2 separate regions of the Mus musculus genome follow, and region 1 is linked to region 2. The links are chromatin contacts, called in public HiChIP or PLAC-seq maps. All regions are on one chromosome and are shown on one strand. Each heading gives the region's core, a stretch centred on a gene start, on an enhancer-like site or on the middle of the called end of the contact. The rest is flanking DNA. Distances are from core to core; before and after follow the strand shown. Region 1 has its middle 18 kb from the start of Mir30b. Region 2 holds the start of Zfat (zinc finger and AT hook domain containing).

Evidence for each region. HiChIP or PLAC-seq counts read pairs in DNA pulled down with a chosen protein or histone mark.
Region 1: an H3K4me3 HiChIP or PLAC-seq map of bone marrow-derived macrophages shows a contact between it and region 2, with 4 times the contacts expected there. The contact joins the enhancer-like site here to the promoter of Zfat in region 2. A contact is called at or near these places in 2 of 15 datasets of contacts at CTCF or cohesin (CD8 T cells and the NIH/3T3 cell line), 6 of 484 Hi-C or Micro-C datasets (the AML12 cell line, ECoMG-derived neutrophils, the G1E-ER4 cell line and 2 more), 7 of 115 datasets of contacts at active chromatin or transcription factors (the 230-238 cell line, the SCID.adh cell line, bone marrow-derived macrophages and 4 more) and 1 of 9 other capture datasets (adipose tissue).

The regions. Positions count from the first base shown.
Region 1 is chr15:68,315,826-68,322,403 of GRCm38.p6, reverse strand. No RefSeq gene overlaps it. Among named protein-coding and RNA genes, the nearest start is that of Mir30b, 18 kb to the left of the region's middle. Within about 2 kb of position 3,328, at least 3 of the 459 cell types and tissues checked have an H3K27ac peak or open chromatin away from gene starts, as enhancers often do. A contact at or near this core is called in bone marrow-derived macrophages, where this site is marked.
Region 2 is chr15:68,257,276-68,264,911 of GRCm38.p6, reverse strand. Zfat (zinc finger and AT hook domain containing) reads left to right here and starts at 6,056. Exons shown (of 16, transcript NM_001145888.1): 1 at 6,056-6,244. The coding sequence starts at 6,226.

The sequences.
Region 1 (6,578 bases), core at 2,079-4,578, 60 kb before region 2:
CACCACGCCCAGCTTTATTATAAGTGTCTTAAGTAATCAAGAAAATGCTTTGTAAATTATAATTAGCTCAGCTTTCTAGAATACAAAGCTTAATAATTCTGGGAGTTAGTAAGGAAACCAAATGGGAGGCAGCATCCCAATACTAACAACATCTCACCTTTATAAATGTGCTGACCCTGGCAACATTTGATCCCAGGGCTAGAAATAGGAGTTGTTGATTGGAGAAATTACTGACACAAATTACAAGAGTGAAGATACATGGAAATGACTGACGATTATTCCAGAGCCTACTTGAAGGTTGGCATAATGTTCATTACATAATATCCTTAATTTTATAAATATGCCACACAGGAAAATGGCACATTCTATAGATAGCAACTGATACTTTTAAAGCCTTTTTATTCTATTAGGTAGCATGAGGTAGCAGGAAGCTGGGGTTTGAAACACTGGGATGGAATTCAGAGGACTTGGACTTTGTTCCTCTTAATCTGATTCCAGATTGTATAATTTAATGTGAGTGTTACATCCAGTGCCCACACTATTTTAGGTTTTAGCATAGACTGAAATGCTTTCAGGAACTCACAGTTGTACAGGACAGGTTTTATTTTCAAGTAACCTGTGAAATGTTCTCACAGAAGGTTTTGTTTGCTTGTTTGTTGATCCTCTGATGTGGCCTTAAAAACTTTTTTCTAATTATTTATATTTGTAAATTTCTTCTTTGGGTGGTGATCTCCAAAGAAAAATAAATCACACCTTTGTCTAAATTTCCCAAATAAGAAGAAGCAGATTCAGTGACAGAAGACTCATTTATGAACTAAGACTTGTTGTACTGGGAGTGAGGCCACAGGCCTCTCATCCCAGCTCTCTGGAGGTGGAGGCAAGTGGATCTCTCTGAGTTTCTGACCAGCCAAGGTTCCATATTGTGACCCTATCTCAAAAATAAACTAAAAAATAAGGCATTTGTAACTTTGATTTTCTTGTCTTTAATAATACCTTTATAAAAGTTATGCATAATTACTATCCACCATGTGTGTAGCCTCCTATAATTATCAGAGTCAGCAAGAGGTCTAAATCCACATAAATGTGCAGTCCATACTGCCATTACCTGCTTGGCCGTTTTGCAGCATTTTAAACTCAGATTTGAGCATTTCCACAGCTATCCCCACTACTCCTGCAGAGACTCCATCCCGTGGTAAACGAATCAAGACTTTTTCACACAGTCTGTTGAGTGTTCATTTCGGGAGTAGGTTCAGAGTCCTCAGTGTAGTTCACACAATTATCTGGCCAATAGTTTCCAAATATCTTTGTAATGGCTTCTGTTCTTTAAAGTTTTCAGTACTGGGATTATAACATATTGATGTAGTGTGTGATTACAATGCATTCATGAAACCCTCAGATTCCTTTAGCCATACCATGAAATTTAAATTTAACAATTTATAAAAGCACCACTTTGCCAAAGCCCAATAAATACAGCACATAAATATAAATACATCAACTAACTGTTTCCCTTAGTCTCCCTTGCAGCATCTGAAGAACACTAGATAACCACGGCAGGAACCCACCTTCTGGTATCTATCTCTGAAACAAACTCATCATACTCAAACCTTCCAAAGCATCCTGCTTGTAACCCTCTGTCTCCAAGTTTACTATTTTTCCGTAGTGAATTCCCTACTTTCTTATTAGTCTTGACAGCTTGCATGGTTATCCACTCTCAGCTCCAAGTGTGACCTACTCAATCTTGAATCCTTTCACTCAGTTCAAGACAGAAATCATGAAGAGGCAATAGCAGCCCAAATGAGGCTTTATTGGGGGTATATGCGGGAACACGATGGAGCCAATACCCAGGTAAGGTTTTCCAGGTACTGGTTCCTGGTAGCCTTGAGGAGAAAGGTCATGGAACCAATAGGCAGGCTCCCACTTTCTCATGACCTTAGAGTGTCTGCAGGTCTTGTCCTGTGTTCCTCACACTAAGAGTTGCATGCAGTATGGTAATATGAGTATTCATGTTGAGTTTGGCTACACGCTCACCAGTGAGGTCATGATCCTGTCAAGTTCAGACATTGGATATGTCTGGGGTTAGGAAGGGTTATAGAAAAATCTGAGGGAGAGTAAAACATGTGCTCCTGAACCTGGTCGTTACAGAAGACATTTTTTTATTAGATATTTTCTTTATATACATTTCAAATGCTATCCCGAAAGTTCCCCATACCCTCCCCTTGCCTTGCTCCCACTTCTTGGCCCTGGCATTCCCCTGTATTGGGGCATATAAAGTTTGCAATACCAAGGGGCCTCTCTTCCCAGTGATGGCTGACTAGGCCATCTTCTGCTACATATGCAGCTAGAGATACGAACTCTGGGGGTACTGGTTAGTTCATATTGTTGTTCCACCTCTAGGGTTGCAGACCCCTTCAGCTCCTTGGGTGCTTTCTCTAGCTTCTCCATTGGGGGCCCTGTGTTCCATCTTATAGATGACTGTGAGCATCCACTTCACAAGACAGCTATAAGAGGGTCCCTTCATCAAAATCTTTCTGGCATATGCAATCATATCTGGGTTTGGTGGCCGATTATGGGATGGATCCTCGGATGGGGTATTCTCTGGAGAAGACATTTTTTAATGGCATTTGCCTTAGGTAGGAAAGGATGAGGAATCAGGGCTATCCTTACTGTTACTGATTGGATGGCATTTAATTGTTCCTGCTAAAAATCCTCTTCTAAAAATCTACTCTGATGCTTTTGCCTGAGTTCCTGTGCATTCATTCCTCTATGTTCACTAAACTGTGTGTGTCACAGTAACTCTGTAACACTAATTGTGTTATGTTTGGAATACATTTTAATTGATGTTTTACTTCTAAGATCAAGCATGTGGTTTGTAATAGGGAAGGGTGGATAGGTGGGTGGGTGGTGGGTGGATGGATAGAAGGATGGATGGATGGATGGATGGATGGATGGATGGATGGATGGATGGATGGATTTCTTGGCCAAGTGAATGGCACAGTACATTGATCTAACCAAATAGGGACTGACAAGAGTCAGTTCCTGACAAGAAAGTCCTTTTCATCTGGGCAGTGGTGTGCACACCTTTAATCCCAGCACTTGGGAGGCAGAGTCAGGCAGATTTCTATGTTCAAGGCAAGCCTGTTCTACAGAGTGAGTTCTAGGACAGCCAGGACTACACAGAGAAACCCTGTCTTCAAAAAACAAAAAACAAAACACACACAAAAAAGTCCTTTTTATATTGCCAGCTTATTTTGATTTTGCCTATGTGTGAAGAATAGATCCAGCACACTTCCCAGAATACAGTCATAACAGAGCTGCCCTTAAGGAGTGGTCTAGTATGAGTCATAGCCTTCTTCCCATATCTGGAGCCATATATTTATAGATAATGCAGTGGGGTTTTTTATTTGTTAAACTGCAAAAAATAAATGGTTTTATGAAGGCCAAACAAAAGACTAATGGAGAAGGCTTTAATAATTAATTTTAAAGAGACTTACAGAAGACAGCTCAGCTATGAAGTTTTAGAAACATTTTTTTTTCCAGACAGGGTTTCTCAGTATAGCCCTGGCTGTCCTGGAACTCACTCTGTAGACCAGGTTGGCTTTGAACTCAGAAATCCACCTGCCTCTGCCTCCCAAGTGCTGGGATTAAAGGTGTGTACCACCACTGCCCAGCTGGAAACATTTATGTTATGAGTAGAAGATGTAGCCTGTTGGGTTGTTTGGGGATCCACTGAGGATGGTGTAAGGGCAACCTCACTACTCTTGTCCACTGTTGCTCTTTTAAATAGATCACCATATGTTTGAAAAGAGAGTGCTATTCATTTGAGAGCTACAAGATATGAGAGTCAACTAAGAGGTTACCATGTTATTTATTGCATAACACACTTTTCGAAATCACTCTTAAACAATGTTTAGTTTCTGTTTCCCCTCATTAGCACATTATTGTTCCCAAATACTGATTACAGACCAATGTCAAAAATGCTGCTGGGTCTGTACATTTTCCTTTCTTTAGGTAATTCTATTGATGGGTCTTAGTGAATCCCCACAAAAAAAGTAGGGACACAAAATTTAAAACCCTAACAATTCCTCTACAAAAGAGAAAACAGAACTTGTATTTATTGAATACCTACTATATCCAAAACACCATTATTCGCTTTTTTCATAAAGTGGCTTAGGAAATCTTCATAATTACCATTTTATAGAGGAAGTCTTGAGAGGTTAAGCAGTCTTCCCACCCACACAACATGTGGCACTGCTAAGGATCATTCCAGGTACATGTGACTTTAAGCCTCCGTTCTTTCAATAATATTACTAAGTTTCAAAGACCATATTGTGAGAAATCTTGCTGACAAAGCTAAGTCTATCACAAGATGCAAAGAGAAGCACTCTAAGATGTTAATTTCCTCTCTAGCTTCCTTGTTCATTCTCCCTTGGAGGCAATAAGGAAAATTCTATCCCCTGCTGACCCCTCCATTGTTGTATTCAATGCCCAGAATTATGTCAATTAAATAAGATCATTTGCATTGGTATAGGAATTTCAGACTTCACAAAGAATTTGCAACATTGTGTTTCTTCTCCATTTGATTAAAATTAAAATCCATTTAGGTTAGTGACTTACCCAAAGTCACATAGCTAATTAATAGGAAAGGACTTTCAACTAAATCTAGAATCTGCTGACCACACATACCCAGTGTATCGACAAGTGAGAATGTGGGCTTTGTTTGCTAAGGATGGGAAAGGATTTCATCCTTTCATATGCTGCTGCTTTTCTTCTCATGAGTAAAGCTCATCTCTCCAAGGCATAAAATGTATAAGGTGTTCACAGTCATCTCCATATCCTCTGGTAATTATCTGAATGTGAAGATGTCAATCTTCACCTTGAACTATTCCACAAATGAGCACTGGGGTGGGGGGGGGAGTATAAGAAAGTGGTTAGAGCACCATTATTCATTCTCAATTATATGAAGGCTGGCCTCAGCACAGTATAGGAAGGCAGATTAGAAATCCAGCCGAGATGGGGGTGGAGGTTCATCAGCTACCTAGGCTCAGCTGTTTTCTAGAAGATTCCAGAGTAGGAAGGAAAAAATGTAGCAGTATATAAGTATTTTTTTCTTATTTTACTCTACAAACTTTGAGCAGAAAGAAGGGTGACTTTCAGATGATTTGCCCATACTCAACCAGATGAAATGGGAAAGCAGGAAGAACATCTGATTTGGTTGCACAAGCTGCAATCAGACTGTCTACATGTTTGAGTTTCATTTTTCATCTAAATCTGTCACTGTAGAACCACAGCACCCTGTTCAGTGATTTAAAACAGGATAGGAGGGCAGAGGAACTTGATTCTGAGTAAGAACATGGGAAACATGAAGTATCAGCAGCAAAGAGAGAAGGCTTGCTGAAACATTTGACATTACCACTCATGAAAATACATTTAAGCATATGGCTTTCAGTGTTGGAGCTTTTGCTATTTCAAGTAGTGCTGAAAATGGCAGAGACAGTTGAATCTTAAAACCTAGCATCCATCATCTTTCTTCCAGATTATTGATTCTTTCCTGTCTGTATGTTGCCTTTAATATGAACATGTGTTCTTGGTGTACAGGACTTTTCTGAATGTAAAGAGTCATTCCATAATCTAATTATTTTTCCACATTTATAAGCATTGGAGAAAATAGTCACAGGTTGTTTTTTTTTTTTTTTCCTCTTGAGTACTCAAATACTTCGTCATTTGGATCAATCTTCCCATTTAGAAAGAAAAAAAATGGATGGGAAATATTCTGTGGTATCTAATGAAAGGTGGAAATTGAGGACGGTAGTAAGCTCAGCAATTGCTGGTGCCTCTTCTGTCTTGGTAGTATTTGCAAAGCTAAAGATAACTGTCACTTCTTTTTTTTAAATTTAATTTAATTTTTAAAATTGTTTTATTTATTTACAATCCTAACCCTAACTTTTTCGTAGGAGTCCCCAACCTCAGTGCAATGGTTGGCTGTGAGTATCTGCATCTGTCTCAGCCAAGTGCTGGTAGAGCTTCTCAGAGGACAGTCATGCTAGGTTCCTGTCTGCAGGCCAAACATGGCATAAGTAATACTATCAAGATTTGCCTGCCCATTGGACTGTTCCCAAGTTGGATTGGTCACTGGATGGCCTTTCCTTTCATCTCTGCTCCATTTTTGTCCCTGCATTTCTTTTAGACAGGATCTATTCTGGGTCAAAAATTTTAAAGGTAGGTTGGTGACCCCATCCCTCCACTGGGGCCCTGTCTGTCTACTGGAAGTGGTCTCTTCTGGTTCCATCTCCCCACTGTTGGGCATTTCGGCTAAGGTCATCCCCATTAACTTCTTGGAGCCTCTGCCATTCCAGGTCTCTGGGACTTTCTAGAGATACACACACACACTTCCTACAGCTGCATGTTCCTATTTATTCTCCTGGACCTCTGATCTTCTTCCTGTCTCCACCCATATCTGATCCTGCACCCTATTCTCCCCTCCCCTCTCCCACCAAGGTCCCTCTTCCCTTTTCCCTCCCTCCTGATTATTTTGTTCCTGCTTGTAAGTGGGATTGAAGCATCCTCACTTGGGCCTACCT
Region 2 (7,636 bases), core at 4,807-7,306:
TTTCATATGCTTACTTTAGTTGAACATCCTCTCTCCTGTGTCTGCTTCAGTGAAGCACTCCTTCATGAGTCTGTCTTAGTCTTTTACCTGTGTCCACTTCAGGAAAACACTCCTTCATGTGTTTGCCCTAGTAAAACACCATCCAACACAACTGACTTTCTAAAGAACCCTTAAGTTTCCACTTCTGTGGAGCTTAAGCCTAGGACCTTACAGCCCACACCCACAGTGAAGCACTTCCTCCAACAAGGCCACACCTCCTAACAGTGCCACTCCGCATGGGCCAAGCATATTCAAACCACCACAAGTACTACTGCTTTTTCCCTATATCCTTGTTTTAGTACAGTTAATTGTATCAGACTGAGATATAAGGATGGCTTCTAGCAAGCATGTAGCCACTTCAGAAGAGCTGCAGATCATGCTATATACAAGGAGCTAAATATAAGGTAGACAAGGAAGATGGAACATGCATCTGGTAGCTGGGATAGAGTTAACTCCCTGCCATAAAAAAGCTACAAGGTGACTGCTTAAATGCAAGAAAAGAGAGCTCACTATAATAGTACTTGAGACACCTGCAAAGTTGGCAGAAAGTAACACTGGCTGGTGACTAACAGTTAGCAGACAGGCAAGGTCAAAGATGGAGACAGATATGAACCAAGAAGGGCTCCAACCATTTCTAACTGGTGGGTATGATCAACTGCTTGGCTGGGCCAGAGCAAAAAACACATAAAGAGCACGTGGGCTCTCCACTGATTTAGTCCTTTACAGTTGAAGAGAACTAATAACCACTCAGGAATGACCTCAGTCTCTGTCCAGTGTTTGTTATTGTTCTGTAAAACTTCTAGGCAAGACTGTCAGGGCATCTCAGTGGGAAAGGTGCTTGCTGCTGAATCCAATGGCCTGAGTTTTGAGTTTCTGAATCCACATGGGAGAAGGAGAGAACTTCGGCAAGTGGTCTCCTGCTTTCCACATAACAGGCTTGATGCAGCCCTCCTCCAATGAAATAAATGTAAAATGGAAACAGCCACAGACAAAGTAAATCCAACAGCCTTTTCCCAGACTTGGAAACCCCTCCCACGCTTACAGTTTTTCTCACCTTTCTTAACTGCTCATTTTTTCTTTACATACTTCTACAAGAGCCATTGTCACTAATCTTTGGCAACAACTAATGTGGAGTCACTGTCCAGGGTCAATCTTTGATGACCATCAGTGACCAGGATCTCAGACCCTTGGGACATGCACAGGAAGGCTGAGAAAGGAACTGTAACACTTAAATTACCTGCATCCCCCCCCCACGTCTATGCATGTTATGTCTTGGGTATGTGATGCACTGCTTATGTTTATGTTGTTTATGATAGGCTATGTAGGCTTCAGCAGCAGCAGCACAAAGTAATTAGTAGTGTCACATATTTGATCTCTCAGCTATTCTTGTAACCCATTGACTTGTAACACAAATTGCCTCACTCTCCCCACTGGATTATTTATGGCCCCAACCTGCATCCCCATTTTTTACAGTTCCCAGTTTTTCTGGAAATCCCTTAACAATAATCATAATTACCTAACTACCTGCCTGGATGTATATACATATATGCTTTTGTAGAGAGATACACAGAACTTCAAGAACTAAATTCACACATACCGAACTTACCTATTTGCTAAAACACTTAATTTCTATCTTTTACGTTTGAAATAGCTTAATAATCAAAGTAGCACACACAGTTTTGTCTACAGGACTCTCTCTCTCTCTCTCTCTCTCTCTCTCTCTCTCTCTCTCTCTTTGTGTGTGTGTGTGTACATGTGTGCTGGGGACCAAGTCTAAGACATTATGCATACTAAGCATGTAATCTAACCAGGCACTTACACTGTCAGTTGTAGTTATGCCCTAGTTCTTCTTCCCAGCCCGATGCTCCCAGAAATAAGATTCAGACTCAAAAATACATTTACAAACATCTTGAGCATATAGCTAGACTCTACTCTTGACTAGATCATAACTAAAATAGCCCATTTATTCTAGCCTACATTCTGCCACATGGCTACCTGTGCTCAGGTACCATGTGTCCTTTCTGCACATGCTTACCTGTGCTCAGGTACCATGTGTCCATCATCTCCCTGGCAAATCTCCCCACCTCCTCCTCTCCTGGAATTCTTTCTCCTCCCATGTCCTATCTTCTATTTCCTGCCTAAGCCATAGGCCACAGGCTTTTTAGTTGACAGGTGATGCATCCATACAACCAATACACAAGCTGTTCTCTTTACAGTCAGTCCTAACGTCAAGATGGCTCAGTGAGTAACCAACCTGCTATGCAAGCTGGAGAACCTGAGTTTGGATGCCCCAGCCCTAATGTAAGAAAGTTAGGCTCAACAGTATGTGTGAGAAGTCAGCCCCGAGGGGGTGGAACAAGGCAGATGACAGGATTCTGCTTCAAAAACCAAAACAAAACACCAAGCCAGCCTGATTTTACTTCTGTCCTTGGGGTGGGACTTAAGGAATGAAACCTTGGTCAGTGGTAAGTGCAGTGTGTATGGGGGTAGGACAGAACAAGACAACTTTCTCTGAGATGGTTTTCTGTGAAACAGCTTTTTTATTGAGGGTAACAAGAGCTATATAAACCTTGGGGTTTGGGTAGGTGTTTTCAGGGTGAGTGTGCATTATTGGCTGGTAATGAGGGTCTGGGAATGCTTCATTTGCATGAAGAGAAATGCTGGACATGCCCTTATAGGGAGCTGTGATTTGGTCACCAGGCTACATGTACTATGTCAAGGGAGGCAGAGGTAGGAGTTGCAAAGCTGTAAGGGCCAGAGCAAAAGGAAGACAATCCTATGCCTGGTAGCCTCAAGATGAGATATTCGGGGTTTGGACACAGCTTTCCAGCCCCTGGAAGAGTGAAAGAGGAAGGCACTGCACATTAACCTCTAGCCTTCATATGCAGTGTACAGACATAGGCTCAGGAACCCGCATGCACAATATTCAGGAACTCATGGCTTTCCAGACACCTGGTACTAAAAGATCAACAACTACCAATTATAGTCATGCATTCAGTTTGCAAATCAGCACACACAGAGAAACCTATGTCTTTCTCACTGGCTCCTTTGCCTTTCCTACAGGTCAGGAATTTTTATTGCATCCTGTTTTTGAAGGATGACATAGCTTCCAGCCACCCTGAGTTTCCCTCAGTGCTAAGGCTGGAAACAGGTTCTTTGACATTGGTTATGGCCAATGAAAAACTCAGTACTAACACCTACATACTGGGCACACACAGGTGAATGAAACATGGAGATCTATGAGGAAGTGACTCTGGCTCTTACTGCTACCTAAGGTCACAATCATGTTGATATCAATAGCTTATGCTGTCCTTTTGGACAACATCCCTATTTAGGTTTTTAACATGTTGACTAAAATTGCTTCTTTCTCTCCTTGTCTTTTAATAGTTTTGTGGCTCAAAATCCATGCTAAGGTTATATGTATCCTTTTCTAAGACTGATTTCAATCAGTACTATATAAAATTATGTACATAAACTGTTTTCATATAAATGCATTTACTATTGATATAATTATTTAATATTGCTACAAATATATTTAATTATGCAAGGCCACTAAATTTCTCATATAACTAAATAGCATGTCATGTCCATAGATTTGGACACGGATTCCTCCCTGAGCCCTCTTGATAGGTGGACTACCACTAGTGGGCAAGCTGGGACCGAGCTCCTCTAGGAACCAATAAAGCATGAGAATATTCATTATGAACTTCTCAGTGATTTCCATTTCATTCCATTAGTTCTTCTCTCTTAACTGAAGGCATCTAGAAATGTAAAGATTAAAAATGTCAGTCAGGGCTAAGGAGATGGCTCAGGGGTAAAGCTCTTTTGCCCAAACATGAGGGCCTAAGTTTGGATTCTAGGCACCTTCTAAAAAACGCTAGGTGTGGTGGGCTTGTGATCTTAGTGCTGAGCGAGACAGGAGGATCCTAGGGGTTCATTGGCCAGCCAGGCTAGTCAGACAATGAGTTTCAGGTTCAGCAAGAGGCCCTATCTCAAAACATGAGGTACACAACAATAGAGAAGACTGAAAGCTAGCCTCTGCCTTCTAAGTGCACACTCATGTCCCCATCTGAAAGTGTGAGCCACACAAGAAGGTGAGGAAGCAACTGTGGTGTCTCCATTCACAAAACTGCCTTCCGTCCCTTTCCTTACTAATTTCCTCCTTCTTGGGACCAGCCTGGGAAAAGATATGCAATAAGTCTTTTTTGAAAAAATGAGTAGATTTAAGGAAGGAATAGTGGAGAAAAATCACAGCCACCCCTCACCCCCTCAAGACCACATCTACAGTCAGTTTTTTTTTTTTTCTTCTTCTTCTTCTTAAAAAAAATTTGGCTTTACTGTTTGGGAGCCATTGAGTTTTGAGATATATGTTAACTAGCTTCATTTCCAAAACTGATTTTGGCTACAACATTCAAGAGCAATCGACCCACCTGCTAATCAATCAATAGTATTTCAGTGCTGCTTTTTAAGAAAGGCAGCCCAGCACAAAACCAGTATTGTCAGCAACCAGCACAACTCACATGTCCTGACAGAAAATTAGTGTAAATATTTGGAGTTCTAAAAAGGAAATCACATCAATGCAGCATTCTGGTTAGTTCATTTTCAAATGAAAGATGTTACTGTTCCCCTGCCACGCAGCCCTCCCTGAGGCAGAAGTTAGTGGAGGTGAAGCAACAACTTCCTGATTCTCCTCACATTGTGTCTACCGGCATCTGGTGGGTTGTGGAAAGGTGGGGCCACACACTTCATGGACTGTCTATGTGATCTCAAAAAAGCTACACAACCTTCCTGAACACCTGTCCTTTGCTCACCTGCCCACTGAAATAAAGATGTTTTTAAATATGTACTAAACAGAAGAATGAAGAATTAGACCAGTCATCTTAAGGTTCACTGCCCAAAGGCACGTCAACGTTTCTGGTTTTTGTTTTTAAAAAAGTGAACAAAATGAATGAGCTCATTCAGTCGTTCAGTAGCATTACTATGAAATCTGTGATGGGTAGGCAAAGACTAAAAGACCCAGGGGCCTTTGTGACAGGACCCTCTCTCCGCTCGGCAAACTCAGTCCATGGCAGAAAGGGGTAGCAAACAGTTATGCGCAACTGAATGTGAAGAAGTAATAAACACATGACCTCGACCTGTGGGGGTAAGAGAGAGGAACCTAGAGCTGTCTGAGGAGCACTCCAAGCTAAACACTACAGAAGGACTATACTCAGCATTTCACCAGCACTGTAAAAACAAACCAGGGCTGCCCAGACGCCGGTCATTTCCGTCCTGCTTCTTTTAACATTTTTCTCTTGTTTCTGTATGTGTGGAGTACTTTTTTACAATGGCTAATTTAAAAACCTTTCTAAAAGATAGCTTTACCAGCACAAGTACGACTGTTATTATTATATATATACTTAATTGGCCAACTCTAAAACTCATTCCCAGTTTCGAATGCTAAAAAGCTGACCAAGATAGGTAGGGATAAGGGACTTCGATGTCGGTAGAAATATATTCTATCAAAGTTACGTGGAACAGACGCTTCCTGCAGCGTGCGGAGGGGGCTCTAAGCTCCTAACATAAAAAACGGAAAGGTGGTCACTGAGCTTCCAAAAAAAAAAAAAAAAAAAAAAAAAAAAAAGATGTGCGAGGCACTGTCACTTCCAACCCGGCTCGTCCCGGACCCTGGGAGAGCCTGCCTGGGCCAACTACACCTAGTCAACCCGACCGGCAACTTGGGAAACTGAGCCCCGGAAAAGCTAGTATGCAAAGGGGCGCACTAGCCTGCCCACTCGCAGCCGTCCCCGCACGGAAGAGGATTCAGGACATTCCGGGTCCTGACTCCCACGTCCCAGGATCACAGCGTCCCGCCCCGGGCGTGGCCCAAAACAGCGCGCAGAACGCCGGGACGAGAGGCCGGCACCTAGGGTAGCCGCGAGCATGCGCACTGTGCCTTGCGTGCCGAGGGCGGTTCCCCGCGACCGACGTCGCTACGTAGGCGTCGGATCCCCGGGGAGAGGAGGGCGAAGACTCCATCCGCCATGTTGGATGCCGCAGATTCGCCATAACCTCTCCGGCTCTTTCCCTAAAAAAATCAAAATAAAGAGCGAAGTTTCCTCAGGGTGTCCGACTTTCTCGCTCAGCCCGGGAGGGAGCCGGGAAGAGCCCGAGGCTTTTTTTTTCCTCCGCCGTGGGGGCGTTGCCATGGAGACGCGGACGGCAGGTGAGCGGGGATGGGGGTTGGGGCGCGGCGGGGTGGGGGTGGGGCGCGGCGCCGCGCGGGAAACCGCTCGTGGTGTGCAGTGGGGAGGCCGCGCGCAGACTCGGGCCGGCGGAGGGATCCACGGGCGGGCGGAGCGCCGACGTCGCAGCGTTCTGCGGCCCACGTTTGGAAGCTGGCTTGATCCTGCCGCAGGAAAGAAAAAAAAGGGAGGCGGTGGAGAGCAAGCGAGGGGAGCGCCCTGCGCGCCTGGGGAGCAGTTTCCAGGGCTGTGGGCGGTGCCAGGGCGCCCGCCAGCGGCCATCCGCGGGCGTCTGGCTGCATAGGTGTTCGAGTCCCGTTGCCTGCCGCTGTTTGTGTGAGCTTTGAGTTGGCTTCTTGCTTAGTCAACAGTTTCGTAAAGTAGATGACTTCCCCTTCCCAGTGATCAACCCCGTGTTCTTAGCCAGGACGTGCTTCAAGTCCAGCCTTCTCTAGTGACCTTCAGAGGGAGCGGCCAATGAGAGAGATGGGCTTTATCACGGGTGACCCTGTCCCATGCAAGTAGTCATTTGCCTTCTGTCTTTGGCCCAGTGCTGTAGGGCATTGTCCTCGTGCGCTTGAACGAAGTGGCTCCAGGCCACTTCCTCCAGGCAGCCCTCAGACTGTCTAGCCAGAAGCTGCTTTAGCTGGTCTCATTGGAAGGGTAGACTTTTCACTTAACCCCTGGTGACTCCCCTTAACCTTAAGCTTGTGACCTCTAGCCTGTGATTGACACCAATTTAGACTCTTGGACCCTGACTTCCGAGGGTCGCTGCCAGTGTCTCCTGGTTGTTCTTAGTTGGTCATTCACTGAAGAAGAGAAAAGTTGAGAGCCCAGATTCCTGACAGTGGAGCTTTAAAGAGATCGGACTTCTGGCTTGGAAAACAATGTGAACCATATGTTTGCTTGGCCTTTGTCACTGTCCCCTGGAATTCAGACAGGCTCTTAGTAGGGGTGACCTTCTATTGAATGACTGAGTGAAGGAGCTGCTGATCATTTGTACACGTCACTGTGGTTTCCTGCTGGAGCCTGGGTCCATCCATACAGGGGACAGAAAACTCACGTTCCTGGGGCTTACCTCCACTACTCTCCACCTTTAGCTTTGGAACCTATCACTTGATCTGTGAAATTAGTGTTGGTGCTACAGAGTGGCTATAGGTCAAAGGGACACACAACAAGCCCCAAACAGGTTATCTTTCTGTTTTCCAGCCATGACAAGTGAAGAAGGCTCATAGTTTGAACAAAATGTATTTCTGTCAGCTCGTTTCTGGGAAATTTCCCGTTTTGGTGTTGGAAAGGCGGCTTTGGGTGGTAAACAGGCTGGGTGGTCATTGCCCCAGTTCCAGCTCTGTTCTGTGTGTGTTCCAGCTCTG